2 separate regions of the Anser cygnoides genome follow, and region 1 is linked to region 2. The links are chromatin contacts, called in public Hi-C maps. All regions are on one chromosome and are shown on one strand. The core of a region is the stretch at or near the end of the contact, and the rest is flanking DNA. Distances in the headings are between cores, read along the strand shown.

Region 1 (6,860 bases), core at 2,884-5,383, 590 kb before region 2:
ATCCGCCCTCATGTGTTTAGGAGGCTGAACAAGGCAGCTCGAGTTTACACGAAGCAGCAAGGAAGCTCAGTGTCAGAGGATACTCGGCTCCCAACCACCCCAACCTCCCCGCCAGCAGCAGGCACGCTGATGCCGGGAACACGCAGCGACCCGCGCGCAGGGCAGGGAGAGGATCAGGAGCACTCGATCCCAGCCCCAGCGCACGCCACCACATCGCAGCTCCTGCCCTCCACGGCCTGCCCTCGCTCCGGCCCTCACCTCCGGCGTGATGGATCCGCAGAGCTGGCTAATGAGGGTGAGCTGGTGCTGCTCCGTGTTGCCCTGCATGATGGGGCTGCGGGTCCACATCTCGGCCATGATGCAGCCCCCGCCCCAGAGGTCGATGGGGGGCCCGTAGTCCCGCTCCCCTGAAGAGAGGCGCGGCGTTAGTCACCAGGGGACGAGAAGGGAGGAGGAGCCGGCAGAGCCCACCGCCTACCTAGGAGCAGCTCTGGCGGCCGGTACCACAGGGTGACCACCCGGTTGGTGTAGCGGTTCGGCTGGCTGTTCTTAGCCAGGCTGAAAGCTCGAGCCAGCCCGAAGTCTGCGAGCTTCAGGACTCCGTCCCGAGTGATCAGGACGTTGGCGGCTTTCATGTCTCGATGCAAGATCTGCATGAGGACAGAAAGATTAAGCCACTGAGGAATCCTCCTTCGGCACCCCGGTTCCAGAGACGAAGGGCAAGGAAGGCTTTCCCTCCAGCCTGTGCTAAGACACCCACCCCTCGGCAGGTCGCGGAGAGCAAGGCGGGCCTCAGAGCTCAGCACGGATCCGGCCCGTTACCTTGTTCCTGTGGATGTAGTACAGTCCGTTCAGCAGCATCTGCATGACCTTCTTGATCTCCGAGAGCGTGAACTTGACGTGGGCGTTGCTGAGAAGGCCAGCCAGGTCGTGCTCGCAGAAGTCAAACACCAGGTAGATACTGCCCTTGCAGCGGTTGTACGGAGAGGCTGCAGGAGAGGCAAGCGGGGACAGTCAGAGAGGGATCCCCGGTCCCATCACAGCTCCCCCTGACCTCCAGCCATCCTGGCTCACTACGTAAAGCCTCAGGGCACACACGCAGAGAAACGGAGACCCCGCAGGCTTCAACGTCCTTCGGAGAGAGGCACTAAGACAGCAAAAAAAAGCAACAGAAGAACAGGGGACGAGCGGCAAATGTCACGGGAAAGGCAAGGAAAGGACACAAGAAGTCTTTGAAAGCTTAATTTGTGCGCCTAACAGCTGTGGAGTTTCCTCCCTACAAACCACGGCCTGTAGGTGCACACGCTGCCAGCTGCCAGCCGAGCAGGATCACCACAGCAGCATTACAGGCAAAGACAGCCCCAGAAAAAAAAAAACACAGGAACAGAGAAAATCTTTCTAAAATAACATTAGAAAGCGAGGTTTTCTGCAACCTCAAACGGTATCTACGAAAACAGACTGATCTAGATCAATATGATTTAAAACTCCAATTTCAATTGCAATTTAAAGTCAATAGCAGGAAACCTCAAATGAAGCAATCAATTTCAATCTCGTTCCTAGAGCACACGTGCAAAACATTGAAACGAAAGGCTGATTTCCATCAGCTGCACGCAGCAAAACCCGCTGATCAGCAACCAGAACACGAGGGCTGAGCTCAGCCCTCGCAGCCAACGCCGCGCTCTCCCCGCTGGCGGGGAGGATGCCTGCGGATCTGTGCGAGTCCCTGACACGGGCACAGTCCTCACCACGTGAAAAGGCAAAAGGTGAAAGTCTGGGAACAGTAAGTGCCACATTCCTATTTTTCACGTGAAACTGAGGTCAAACTGGATTTGGAAGGAAACTGGAATTTAAACAAAAACCAAACAATTTTACACGTCCACAAAAATATTTACCTTCGGCATGCCAGACACATGCAGTCATCACAACTGCTTTAATCACACAAGGAATTAAAAATTAACTTGGTGGTGGTGTTTTTCCTTGTACCTGCTAGTTCCAAAAACTGGCGGTAATCAATAGACACCGCAGAGTAAATTCCGGTCCCCGGTCCTAGGTCGGAAGTTTCTACCTGGTGTTTTTATGGAAACAGCAGCAGCAGATAGCTGCCACTTGCATTTTATTTAGATGAAGCGACTGGCTACAGCATGGCAGGCTTTAACATCATCTGTCACCTCCAAAACTGCTTTTCTGGTAAAATCCACAGACGAGGATGATATATAAAAAGCAGGAAATGTTTTAAACCCATTTCCCTGGAAATTGAGCCAGGCCAGGTGCATTAAGCACACCAGGCACGCTGCCTCCGCCGGGGACAGCCTGCGGCGACGAGGTGGAACAGCAAGCAGCTCGGCACGCTGCGACCGAAGGGCTCCGCGCGGGGCTGCGGCGCGTTTAACCCAGCCCCGAGCCCGAGTGCCACGCAGCCGGCGAGAGCCTGAGCGCGCCTCCAGCTGAGGCACAGCTCCCAGCATGGCCCCGACACCACGCAGCCACGAAAATCCGTGCCAGGAGGAAAACCCCCCGCTTCGGGTGCTCTCCGGCACAGGTTTATTTAAAGCTTCTCAGGCAGCACACAGACAAGCACGCACGGCGACAGCACAGGCATGCCCTGACCAGGGCTTTATCCAGCCAAGCTGCGGCTGAGTTCTAACCCGTTTAGAGACAGCTTTCAAAAACGGGTGTGCTGTCACCCCGGGGCCCAGCTGGAAGGCCTGTTCCCACCCGCGGCACACCGCTCTGCTCAGCCACCAACCGGGGCTGAAGGAAAACCGACAGCCCCTCGGCGAGCAGCCGGCGCAAGGGAGACCCCCGGCAGCTACCTTTGGTCCTGCAGATTTCTATGAGGTTCACCACGTTCTCGTGCTTGAGCAGCTGGAGGATTTTAATCTCTCGCAGAGCCGTGATAGGGAACTGAAAGGAGAAACAGAGGGCGCGGGTTAGGAGCGCAGGACACCAGCCCACGGCTGCCTGGAGGACAGGGAAAGCTGTGACCACAACAACACAGCAGGGGGGCTGCTGGAGCAGCACTGGGCCAACTTATTTACGTGCCATCAGAGCTTCAAAACATAACACTGGGACTGTCGGAATTCATTCAGTACCATTAGCGAGAGCGATTCTGCCACCAGGCGGAGGCGTTTAAGCAACGCTGACACCCTGCTTGTTTGTCAGGGGGCACTGCACAGCCCCTCCTGACCCGCAGAGCGTCCTCCCCGCTACCCGCTTACGCTGTTACTCAAGACCTGGCACGTCCCAGCTGTAAACGTTATCAAAGAACACACGCAGGGAGCGAGGCCACCCTCCGCCGTCACAAAGATCAGCTCTGCTCCCCCAGCCCTCCCGCCCCGTCCTCCCCAAACACAGCCAGGCGAACACAGCCACTCACCCCCTCCTTCTCGTTCTCCATCAGCACCTTCTTCAGGGCTACCTTCTTGCCCGTCTGGCGGTGCTTGGCTTTGAAAACCTCCCTGGGAGAAGGGGGAGAAGGCTGTGAGGGGCAAGGGAAAGGGGTAGGGGTAGGGGAAGGGGCAAGGGAAAGGGGTAGGGGTAGGGGAAGGGGCAAGGGAAAGGGGTAGGGGTAGGGGAAGGGGCAGGGGTAGGGGTAGGGGCAGGGGAAGGGGCAGGGGAAGGGGCAGGGGAAGGGGCAGGGGAAGGGGCAGGGGCAGGGGAAGGGGCAGGGGAAGGGGCAGGGGGGGCAGGGGAAGGGGCAGGGGGGGCAGGGGAAGGGGCAGGGGAAGGGGGCAGGGGCAGGGGGCAGGGGTAGGGGCAGGGGCAGGGGTAGAGGCAGGGGAAGGGGCAGGGGCAGGGGCAGGGGGCAGGGGCAGGGGGCAGGGGGCAGGGGCAGGGGGGGGCAGGGGGGGGCAGGGGGCAGGGGCAGGGGGCAGGGGGGGGGCAGGGGCAGGGGCAGGGGGGGGCAGGGGGCAGGGCCGGGCCAGGCCGCAGCCCCCCCGGCCGGCCCCAGCCGAGGCCCCGCGGCCCGGGCGCTCACCCGAAGGTGCCCTGCCCGATCTTGGCGAGCTTCTCGTACTTGGAGACCTCGTCGCAGAAGGGGCACTCCACCATGTCGTACTGCTTGGCCATGCCGCCGGCCGCCACGGCCCCGTCCGGCGCCCCCTCCCCGCCGCTTCCGCCGCGCCGCGCTGCCCGCTGGGAGTTGTAGTCCGCCCCGCCCCCCCCGCGCCGCCATCTTGTCACCCCCTCGCCTTTAGCCTGGGTTACCCCCGGGAAGGCGTCGCCCCGCCGGGGTTGGGAGGCTCCGCGGTGCCGCCGTGGTCCCTCCGTCCGTCCCTCAGCTCCCTGGGGGCTCGGTGGTGGGCCCCGGTGGGGATCGCAAGCCCCCGTCCCAGTGCAGCACGAACCACAGCAGACACGGACGGGTTTTGTGCCGCTGCCCGCACTGTGTGGCTTATTTGGGGTCGTTTGCTACCCAAAGTGGGGAACACAGCGGGAAGCACCGAGGCTAGACAGGGACGGGGACACACGGGTGGAGACGGCCCCGTGGCGCCCTGCTGCGCCTGCATCCCCTCGTCCCGCTCCAGCGCCCCCAGCCCAGGGAGCAGCAGGGTCTGGGGGCTCCTGCTGGGCACGAAGCCACCGTCCAGGGGCTGGATGAGGGCAGGCGCTGAGCCTCGTGCATAAAACCATAGGGTCACAAGGCTGGAAAACACCTCCAAGATCACCCGGTCCAACCACCAACATCCAAGGGGGGGCCGTCACCCGCAGGGCTGGCACCGCAGTCCGTGGGGCTGGCACCCAGGGGTTCGGGGCAGCCCCCCCAGAGCAGTGTCCCGGGGGTGGCTCCTGAGCAGCCGGGCGGGGACGAGCAGAATGTGGGGACATCAAGGACCACAGTGAGCGGGTACCAGGGCTCGGTGGTGACAGCGGGGACAGCGGTCTGCCACGCGAGCAGATGACAGCAGCAGGGAGGAAGCGCTGAGTGATCGGGAGATCAAGTGAGAGGCGGAGGGGGGGGGACAGGAAGGGAGGAGCGGGCAGGGACGGGCTTCAAGTTTATAAACTTGTCCCTCCCGGTCCCCGCAGCCTCCGCCCGGCATGGCCATGGCCGAGGGCCAGAAACGAGGGGGCTTCAAGAAATTCAGTAAGTCACCGGGGGACGGCGAGAGCGGGCGCTGGGTGCTCACCTGGGCAGCCTGGCCCTGAAGGGGGGGATGCACGAGCACGGTTACCTCTCGTAAGCAAGAGGTTTCATCAGGAAACTCGCTGGGGATGAGAGGGGCTCTGGGGTTTTACGTCCCCAGGGCTGGGTCGAGCCCTGGTGCTGATGGGTCAGGTGCTGGGACTGGGACTGGGACCAGTCTGCATGCACTGGGTGCCAGCGTGCACCCAATGGGGGTGAACCCCACTCTCACCCCACTGGGGATTTCTGCTCCCCAAATCACATCTTTCAAGGAGCGTTCACCGGGCTGTGTGGCTGGGGGTGAAAGCTGCGGCTGGGGGTGTCCGGGACCCCTCCGGGTCCTCCTGCAGCAGCGATTCGGGATGGAGGCTGGGGGTGAATCCGCACTGATGGAGCTGCGCTCGGGGCCGAAGCGCTGGGAGCTGGGCGCAGAGGAAGCGGTGGTGCCCGCTGGGAGGGAGCTGTGCTCTTTCTCACAGACCTCGGGTTTTCCCCAAAGCCCTCGGAGGCGGCTCCAGCGGACTGCACATCGCCGGCCCCGCGCTGAGCAGGAGCTGGCCTTCGCTGCTGCTCTCCGCATTCCTCGGCCTCCACGTGCCGATGCCGGCGCGGTGGGAGGCCAGCCCCTCCGCTCCCCTGGGAGCTGCGCGAGGGGCTGGGCAAAACCCATCTCCCACGGCCCCGGCTGAGCTGGGATTTTCCATCGTGGTGGAAAGCAGGGAGATCGGGAAGGTCCCCAGCTTTTCCACCCCGCAGCAGCCCCGAACGCAAAGGATGCTCGGACACCGAGGGGATCTTTAACCCAAAGCAGTATTGTTGTTAACAGAGCCCAGGCCACGAGGTTTCAGCTCTGCAGGAGCGGTTCTGGGTTGCTGCAGCCCCCTTGCCCCGTCTGGTGGCGGGGGCACCCTGCAGGCTGTGCAGGAGGTGGGGTCCAAGGGCCGAGCCCCCCAGCACCCAGGCTCCTTACACGGTGCCACTGCAGCGAGCAGCTTCCTGCCTCGGCAAACCCGGAGGGGAAGAGGCTTTGCAGGGCCCCACCGTATAATGTAAGCATTGCCAAACCCCCAAGCACCCAGCAAACCGAGACTCCACCAGCGCAGCTCTGCTGTGCAACAGGGAGGCTGCAGCCCCGTTTGCCCTGTGCGCAGCCACCCTTGCACCAACGCAGCCGGGGCGGCACTGCAGTGGCACGCAGCGCCGAGGTGCGAAACGCAGAGCCGCCCGCCAGGGTTATAAATACTCCTCCGGCAACCGCTGAGCGCTCGGCGCTTGCAGGTGGCTCCGGGGAGCTGCAGTGAGGCTGCGAGGGGCTGAGCGAGGAAGTGGGGAGGCAGGAGGCTGCCTCCTGCTCGCAGCCAGCGCTGCTTGGCGAGCCCAGCCGGTGGCCGGATCCTGCTCTGTGCTGGTGACGACGTGCACACGGGGCACATCCACAAGTCCGGGACCTCTGGGGCAAGCGCAGCGTGTCCTGGCTCTCAGCCTGGAGAGCTGCAGGGCCTGGAGAGCCCCCAGCAGCATCGCATATGCCGCAGGCCACGCGGCCATAACGCTGCGCTGGGACCAGCGGGGTGCAGTGCAGCAGGGCTGACACCGGGCTGCACCACGGCGCGGTGCCCGTGCCCACCCCTCATCTCCCCCTCTCTCCTCTCTCCTCACCAGAGTTTTTCAAGTTCAAAGGCTTCGGCAGCCTGAGCAGCATCCCCCGCTCCTTCACCCTGCGGCGCGGGGC
Region 2 (6,512 bases), core at 478-2,977:
GAAGTGAGGGTGCTGGGCATGTTTTTCCCTCAGCGCGCAGGAGCGGAGGGGGGGGCTTCTCCCTTAGAGGCTGCCTGCAGTGAAGCTGCAGCAGCCAGGGGGAGGGGAACCAAAATACCTGCGGGCAGGAGGGACCCCAAGTTCTGTCCTGGAAGCAGGCGGCACCAGGGGGTGTCACTGCATGGGACAAGCACGGGAAGCACTTCTGTGGGTGATGGGGAATTTAGTCCCTTTACTCAGGTAAAGGTGGCCAGAGGGCGTTGGATGAGGACAGCTCTCCAGCAGGAACGGGTCAGTGACTGCGTCAGTAGGGGAATTAGTGGGAGACAGGAGCAGGTTCACTTTGGGGCTAAAGGTGGTGTCCTACTGCCCTCGCCCCCATGCACGTATGATCGTTATTGCACGGCTGTGGGGAGCTCTGGGCCATCAACCCTTAAAAAGAGTAAAAAAAGTATCTCCAAAGCAGGGCAGCAACAGAACTGTGCTGTCACAAGGACTATTTCCCCATCTTTATGTCTGTCTGATCTACTGTGGGGCAGATGAGCAGGCTTTAACGTAGCTAAGATCAAGTATGATAATCCCAAGCAACGAGTTTCATATTTCCCTAGGGTTAACCAGGAAAATCCCAAACCACAGTGAGAACGCCCCCGTTTAAAAGCACGGAGCGGTTTTGCATCGTTCCTCTTTCACGTCCTCTGCTTGCTCGGTGCGAGGTCAAAGCGCAGCACTTGGTGGGAGGAGGAGGAGGAGCAGCGATCGCGGCCGAACAGAGGAGAGGCAGCCGGCAGCAAAAGACAGCGCAGAGCCCACCTTTTCCCCACGAGCGACGGGGAAAACGAACACGCGCGGGGTGCGCGGCCGTGGCCGGCTCGGGCTGGCGCCGCTCCCCGGCCCCGTTGCAGCTCGGCAGCTGCCCTTTCCCAGAGCCTGCCAAGCCGCTGGGAAACCCACCTGCGGGCTGGGGCTGGAGGGCAGCAGGCATTTCAGAGCCGGGTCCGATTCCCAGCACGGCCGGAGGTGTCAGGTGGCGGCGGGGTTTGTCTTTTCTTTTCAATCGGAAACCGGAGCCCTCTCGCACCCCGAGAAAGCGGCTCGGGGGGCGAGGCCGTCACGTAGCCCCCGCTGTCCGCCGCCGCCGCCTCCTCCTCCCGGGGGGATCTGCCGGGGGGCTGCCTTCCCCTGCCTGCCCCTCGGCAGGGGCGTTGGGACGGGCGGCCCGGGGGGGTGCGGGGGTCACCGTCCCCGGGGGGAGGGGGGGGGGGGGGGGCTCACGGCCGGGCCGGACGCGGTGCTTGGGGCCAGGCGCGGCGGTGACACGGGCGGCAGGGGACGGCTGGAGCAGCTGATCCTGAAGGGCTTCTCCAACCCTACGCACCCAGAATGACGTTCCCTCGCGGTTTTAGGGTTCCCTGAACGCCAACCCCGCAGGGCTGAGCCCCCCCCGAGCCCCCCCTGCGCGCCCCGTGCCCAGCCCCGCTCCAGCACCCCCCGCCCGGTCCCGTCCCGTCCCGGGCCCGCCGCCGCCCCCTCGCCCCCCCCCGGCCCTGCCCAGGCCCGCTGGGCCCCCACTCACCGCCGCCCTGGCCACGAAGGCCAGCATGGCTCCGCGCCCGCCGCAAGGACACCGGCGACACCGGGCACCGCCGCCACCGCCGCCGCCGCCGCCCCGCTCGGCCGCCAAGGGGCGGGGCCGCCCCGCCGCCATCTTGGAGCGGGGCGAAGCCGGCGCTGCCATCTTGGATAAGGGCGCAGCCCCGCCGCTGAGGGAAGGAGGCGGTTTCCGAAGGGCGAGGCGGCTCCTCCGCAGGCTGCTTTGCTCGGAGCTCAGCGAGGGGGCGCCCTGCCCGCTGAGGAGCGCCTCTCCTCCCTCCTAACGCCGCTCAGCCGCTCCCCGCTTCGCCCTTCACAAACATGGCCCTGTGGGCAAAAGCCGTGCCCTACACCAAGATGGCGGCGGGGGCGCGACGGTGGCCGGGAGCGGCCAAGCCGGCGGCTGCCTGCCGCTGCCCCTCAGTGCCGGGCGGCGTGCCCTTCTCAAAGATGGCCGCGGGCGGCTTCAGCGCGTCCTGGGGGTGAGGGGGGAGAGGTGGCGGCGGCGGCGGCGGCCGGGCTCCGGGAAGATGGCAGAGAGCGAGCAGCGGGCAGGTGACGGGGGGAGCGCGGCCGGGAGCCGGCGGGGCCCTGACGGGGTCCTGGGGATTCGGGGGACTGGGGGGGGGGCGGCTCTTTGGGGGGTGGCGGGGGGCTGCCCCGTTTTTGGGGGGAGAAGCCCGCTTTTTTGGGGGGGCTGCCCTTTTGGGGGGAGAAATTCCCTTTTGGGGGAGGAGGAGCTGCTCTTTTTGGGGGGGGAGCTCCCTTTTTTATGGGGGGGACCTCCCCCTTTTTGGGGGAAAAGCTCCCCTTTTTGGGTTAAAACTCCCCTTTTGGCGTCCAAAGCGGCTGGTACCGGGCCGGGGGCGGTCCCTGTGCTGAGGGGTTTGGGGCCACCGCAGCAGGCCGGGGCTGGGCTGTGCCGCCCGCTGGTCGTGCCTCAGTTTCCCCGTGGTGAGGGACGGGCAGCACCGAGCCCCTCTCACGGCGGGACCGGGACCGGGACCGGGCTGGGAGCGTCCGGGTCCTGGGGCCCTGCACCCCGGGGCAGGCCCTGGCCTCCTCTCGGGTCTTTGCGCGTCGTTTGTGGCACCGAACAAGTCGGCGTTTGCCTTTCCCACCGCAGCTCTGGAGGTTTTCGCTGCGCTCGTGCCATAAGCTGTGTTATAAAGAGCGCCGTCATCGTGGTGCTAATCGCTGGGTGAATTTTCAGAAGGCAGGGAGACGTCTTTCTTCTGAATTCCTCACGTCCTGTTCCTCTCATCCCTGTATCCGGGGTTTTACTGGAACCTATGATCGGGGACAAACCTAACACCCGAGGCAGGTGATGAGACTCCGTCAGTTCTTAGACGGAGAATCGTTTCTAAGGTTACGTGACAGATCTGTAGCAGATTCTCTGTGGTTCCTGGGATTTTGGGTTCCCTTTCCCCTGATCTGCCTGTTCGACAGCGCTGCTCTGCTGCTTCTGGGGAGTATCTCGGTGTAAGTGCAGCCTGCGATGTTTTGGGGAGGTCCAGTTTGGAGCAGTACGCTGCGGAGCCGGTGCCTGAGCTTGCTGGGGCGTGGAGAGCAGCCACTGAAGTGCTGCCAGCGCTGAACAAACGCCTGCAGGTTTTTTGGGATTAAAATGATGAACCGGGCGACTGTTAAGAGAATTCACGAATTCACATTAGCACCCGGTTCCCCTAACAGGGGTCTGCTGCACCGCCTCATGCTAATTAAAGTTGCGCTTACAGGAACGTGTTTGGGTTGGGATGCCCAGGGGAAGAGCTGCGTTAGTGATCAGCACGCGCATCAAATGTTATATTAACTGGGCTCTGGTAGCGCTTTACGATTTAAATGCTCTTTGTAGCTTCCACCTGGAAGGTGCTGGGTCCCATCGAGCCCCTGGGCTGGCGGCTGTGGCTCTGGACTGCCGTCCTTTGAATCGTTCCTGCTTTGTCTTTGCAGGAATTGTCCCTTTTAGGGGAACGTGGTTCGTGCCTAGCACCCTAAAAGCCAGGCAGGGTTAGTTTGTCAGGGAAGTTCAGTGCTGCAGCGTGACCCGAGGGCAGAAATAATGAAACTAGCTGCATGTTGGCTGTGCTGGCTCCTGCAAACTTCTCTGCCTGGATTGGAAACGCGTCTTTAGTAGTGAAAACAAACGTAATGCAGCCTCCTGAAGCCCCGAAGGGTCCTTAGGGGAATGTTTCCGGGGATTGAGAAGGATACTGTTTGAGCGGGACACGGTGAGATAATGGCGCAGGCTGGGATGGGTTTCTTTGCTTTCTGTCTCCTGGGAAATTACTGCTGATTTCTAAGAGAGGAAGGTTATTCTCCGCTGCCTCTGGTTTACTTCTTTCTTGCATCTCGCAGGCACCTCGGAGGAGATGGCTCCTCCCATCCAGCAGAACTTCATGATCCCCAAGAAGGAGATAAACATCGTTTCTGACATGGGCAAGTGGAAGCGCTCTCAGGTATGGCTCCGGGTTCAGGGAGAACTGGTGAGTGCCAGGTCCGGCCTGGGAACAGCCACTGGGGAAATCGGGTGCGGGCAAGTAATGAGAAATTAATTGACCCGTGTTAAAGAGGGAGAGTCACTGCCTGTTTGTAGGAAAATGACTTGGCAGGGGGGTGGTGTGGAGCCTGGCAGCCAAATGTTCTGAGAAGGGTGTGAGCCAGGGAGAGCCCAAAGGCTGGGGGGGACTGGGGGTGCGTAAGCATTGCTGCTGCTCCCTGCCAGTGTGCAAGACTAGAAGCTGGTCGCTATTTCGCCCTACCTAGCCCGTAAGTTATATCAAAACTGGGTTTACCCCGCACTGTTTGAACTCAGCTTGGACGTGGTCCTGCTGCCTGCCCTCTAATAGCATTGGGCTGGGCGGATTCCTGGCGCCTGCCCACCTTGCTCTATGGAAGGGGCCAAGGCCTTCAATTTCCTGGGTAAGTTTTGTTTATAATATGCGTGGGGCTGGCGGGGCAGGCAGCTTCTCTGCCCTCTGCCTTTGAGGGATTGGGGTTACGGCCCAGACTTGTCCCTCCTGTTGGTCCTGCTGCTTAGGAACAAGTTCTTGCTTGATGACTGATCTGAGAAGCTTAAATTATAGGCAGGTCTTGAGCAAACTTGTGGATGCAGCTCCCTTTACTGAGGCTCCTGGGCTCAAGGGCTTGCTCCTGACCAGGATTTCTGTTCAGGAGGGTCCCAAGGAGGAAGAGATGGCAGCATGCTGCTCTATCCATTTCAGAGACTTCAAGCTACTGAACTGCTCTGGATTTGATGCTTCAGAAGCAGCATATTTAAATAAAATAGCAGTCTCCCATTTCTCCGTCACGCATGCATGCGGGGAAGAGTAGAAGGAAGACGGGGAGCTAATGGCACAGGTCTGGGAGAAGCAGTGCAGAGCAGGGTGTCTGGGCACAGCTGAGACTCTGCAGAGCCATGGGGTTTGAATTTGACCTGATAAGAGGCAGGGAGCTGAGGGAAGGGTTTCAGGGATGGCGTGAGCTTTCTTTGAATTCTTCCCCCTGTAATTTTTGCGGCGATGCAGAGCTCTCAGTGCAGTCACCATCTGCCTCTGAGGTCTGCCAAAAATAGCAATAACCTCACAGCAAGCCCCGCGCCCTGGCTGTCTCCAGGAAGGCAGCGCTGTGTTCTGGGAAGGGCTCCCTTGGTGTGCAGGAGTGCTCCCGTGCCACGGCGCTTGGTCAGACAGACCGTGGGTGCTCCCTAACGCCCTTCCCTCTCGGGTGTGCTCGCAGGCGTATGCGGACTACATGGGCTTCATCCTCACCCTGAACGAAGGCGTCAGAGGCAAGAAGCTGACCTGTGACTACAAAGTGTCAGAGGTAGGAGAGGAGTTTGGATCCACTCGTTTCTCCCTCTTTTCTGCTTTTGTTTTTTTTTTTTTTTTGGTCTCTACAATATTTTTCCTAGGCAAGGAATGAATTGGCTGCGTATCTGGGAGCCAGGGAGTCTAAATGTGGTTGAGCTGTGTTTGGGGATGCAAATGTCAGCCTGCGATGCTCCCCCCAGGATGCAGAGGCTCTGCGTGTGCCTGTAGGGTAGGAAATCGAGCGAGTTACAGGTGGATGGAAACTGCTGGTAGAAAAGAAGATGCAGAAAGGACGTGTTTCGTCCCTGCTTTTACAGTCCGGCTTCAGCCGGGGGCGTTTTGTAGATGTGGTACTCCCTGCTGGCTGCAGCCAAAAGGCTGCGATGGCTCTTCTGTTCCCGCTTCCCCTGCTGCCAGAGAGGGAGCTGTGTGACCTCGTCCAAGTCACTTCTTTCCCTGTCCCTGGGCTTCCTCGTTGCTCAGGCTGTGTTAACAGCACCCATCTCAGCACCATGGCTGAGCCGTGCGAGGCCTGGTGTGTGTGTGAGCTCAGGGCGTGCCCAGCTGGGCCTGCATCCCCCAGTGTCGTGCTCAGGGCTGCAGGGGCCAAGGAGCGTGATACAGAGCTGGGCTTGGGGGAAAATTCAGCCCGTGGGCCAGGATTGCCCATTGCAGGTGACCATTGCCTGGCTCTGCCTGGTGCTGGGCCACTCTTACTGCCCGTTTACCTTTCTGGGGCACGGCAGGATCATTTGGGGCTGGCGTGGGTGTCGGAAAGGGTGGCAGGCACCCTCCCTGGTGTCACTGCCTTGGGTAAAGCTGTCGCGAGGTCGCTGGATGCCGCAGCGACCTGCAGAGCACGTGCTGGCCGCCTGCTTCGCTTCCACGTCGCGTGCTGAGTTCTCCCTTGTTCTGTGTTGCAGCGAGGAGCTTCTTGGGTATCTTTTTACCGCTGGAGCTTATCACAGCCGTGCAAGACAGCTGGGAGCGGCCTGCTCAGGGAAGATCTAGGCGGAACGGGAAGCAGGCTGGGGCTGTGTGTTTGTAGATCCCTTCTCGTGTGGGAAGGCAGCCTGCGACGATCTTTAACCGAGTCCTTTCTGTTTGAAACAG

The links. A called contact is a pair of places that touch in the nucleus more often than the background predicts.
Region 1: a Hi-C map of liver shows a contact between it and region 2, with 7 times the contacts expected there. The contact joins the promoter of CDK9 here to the promoter of CRAT in region 2. A contact is called at or near these places in 2 of 7 Hi-C or Micro-C datasets (both in liver).

What each region holds. Positions count from the first base shown.
Region 1 is chr20:6,743,867-6,750,726 of Taihu_goose_T2T_genome, reverse strand. CDK9 (cyclin dependent kinase 9) reads right to left here and starts at 4,133. Exons shown (of 7, transcript XM_048055416.2): 1 at 3,980-4,133; 2 at 3,377-3,458; 3 at 2,814-2,904; 4 at 823-989; 5 at 479-650; 6 at 259-407. The coding sequence starts at 4,071. It overlaps SH2D3C (SH2 domain containing 3C), which reads left to right and starts at 4,961. Exons shown (of 12, transcript XM_013198687.3): 1 at 4,961-5,089; 2 at 6,791-6,860. The coding sequence starts at 5,044.
Region 2 is chr20:6,151,496-6,158,007 of Taihu_goose_T2T_genome, reverse strand. CRAT (carnitine O-acetyltransferase) reads right to left here and starts at 1,727. Exons shown (of 14, transcript XM_048053057.2): 1 at 1,574-1,727. The coding sequence starts at 1,705. It overlaps PTPA (protein phosphatase 2 phosphatase activator), which reads left to right and starts at 1,991. Exons shown (of 9, transcript XM_048053203.2): 1 at 1,991-2,145; 2 at 3,946-4,046; 3 at 5,326-5,412. The coding sequence starts at 2,121.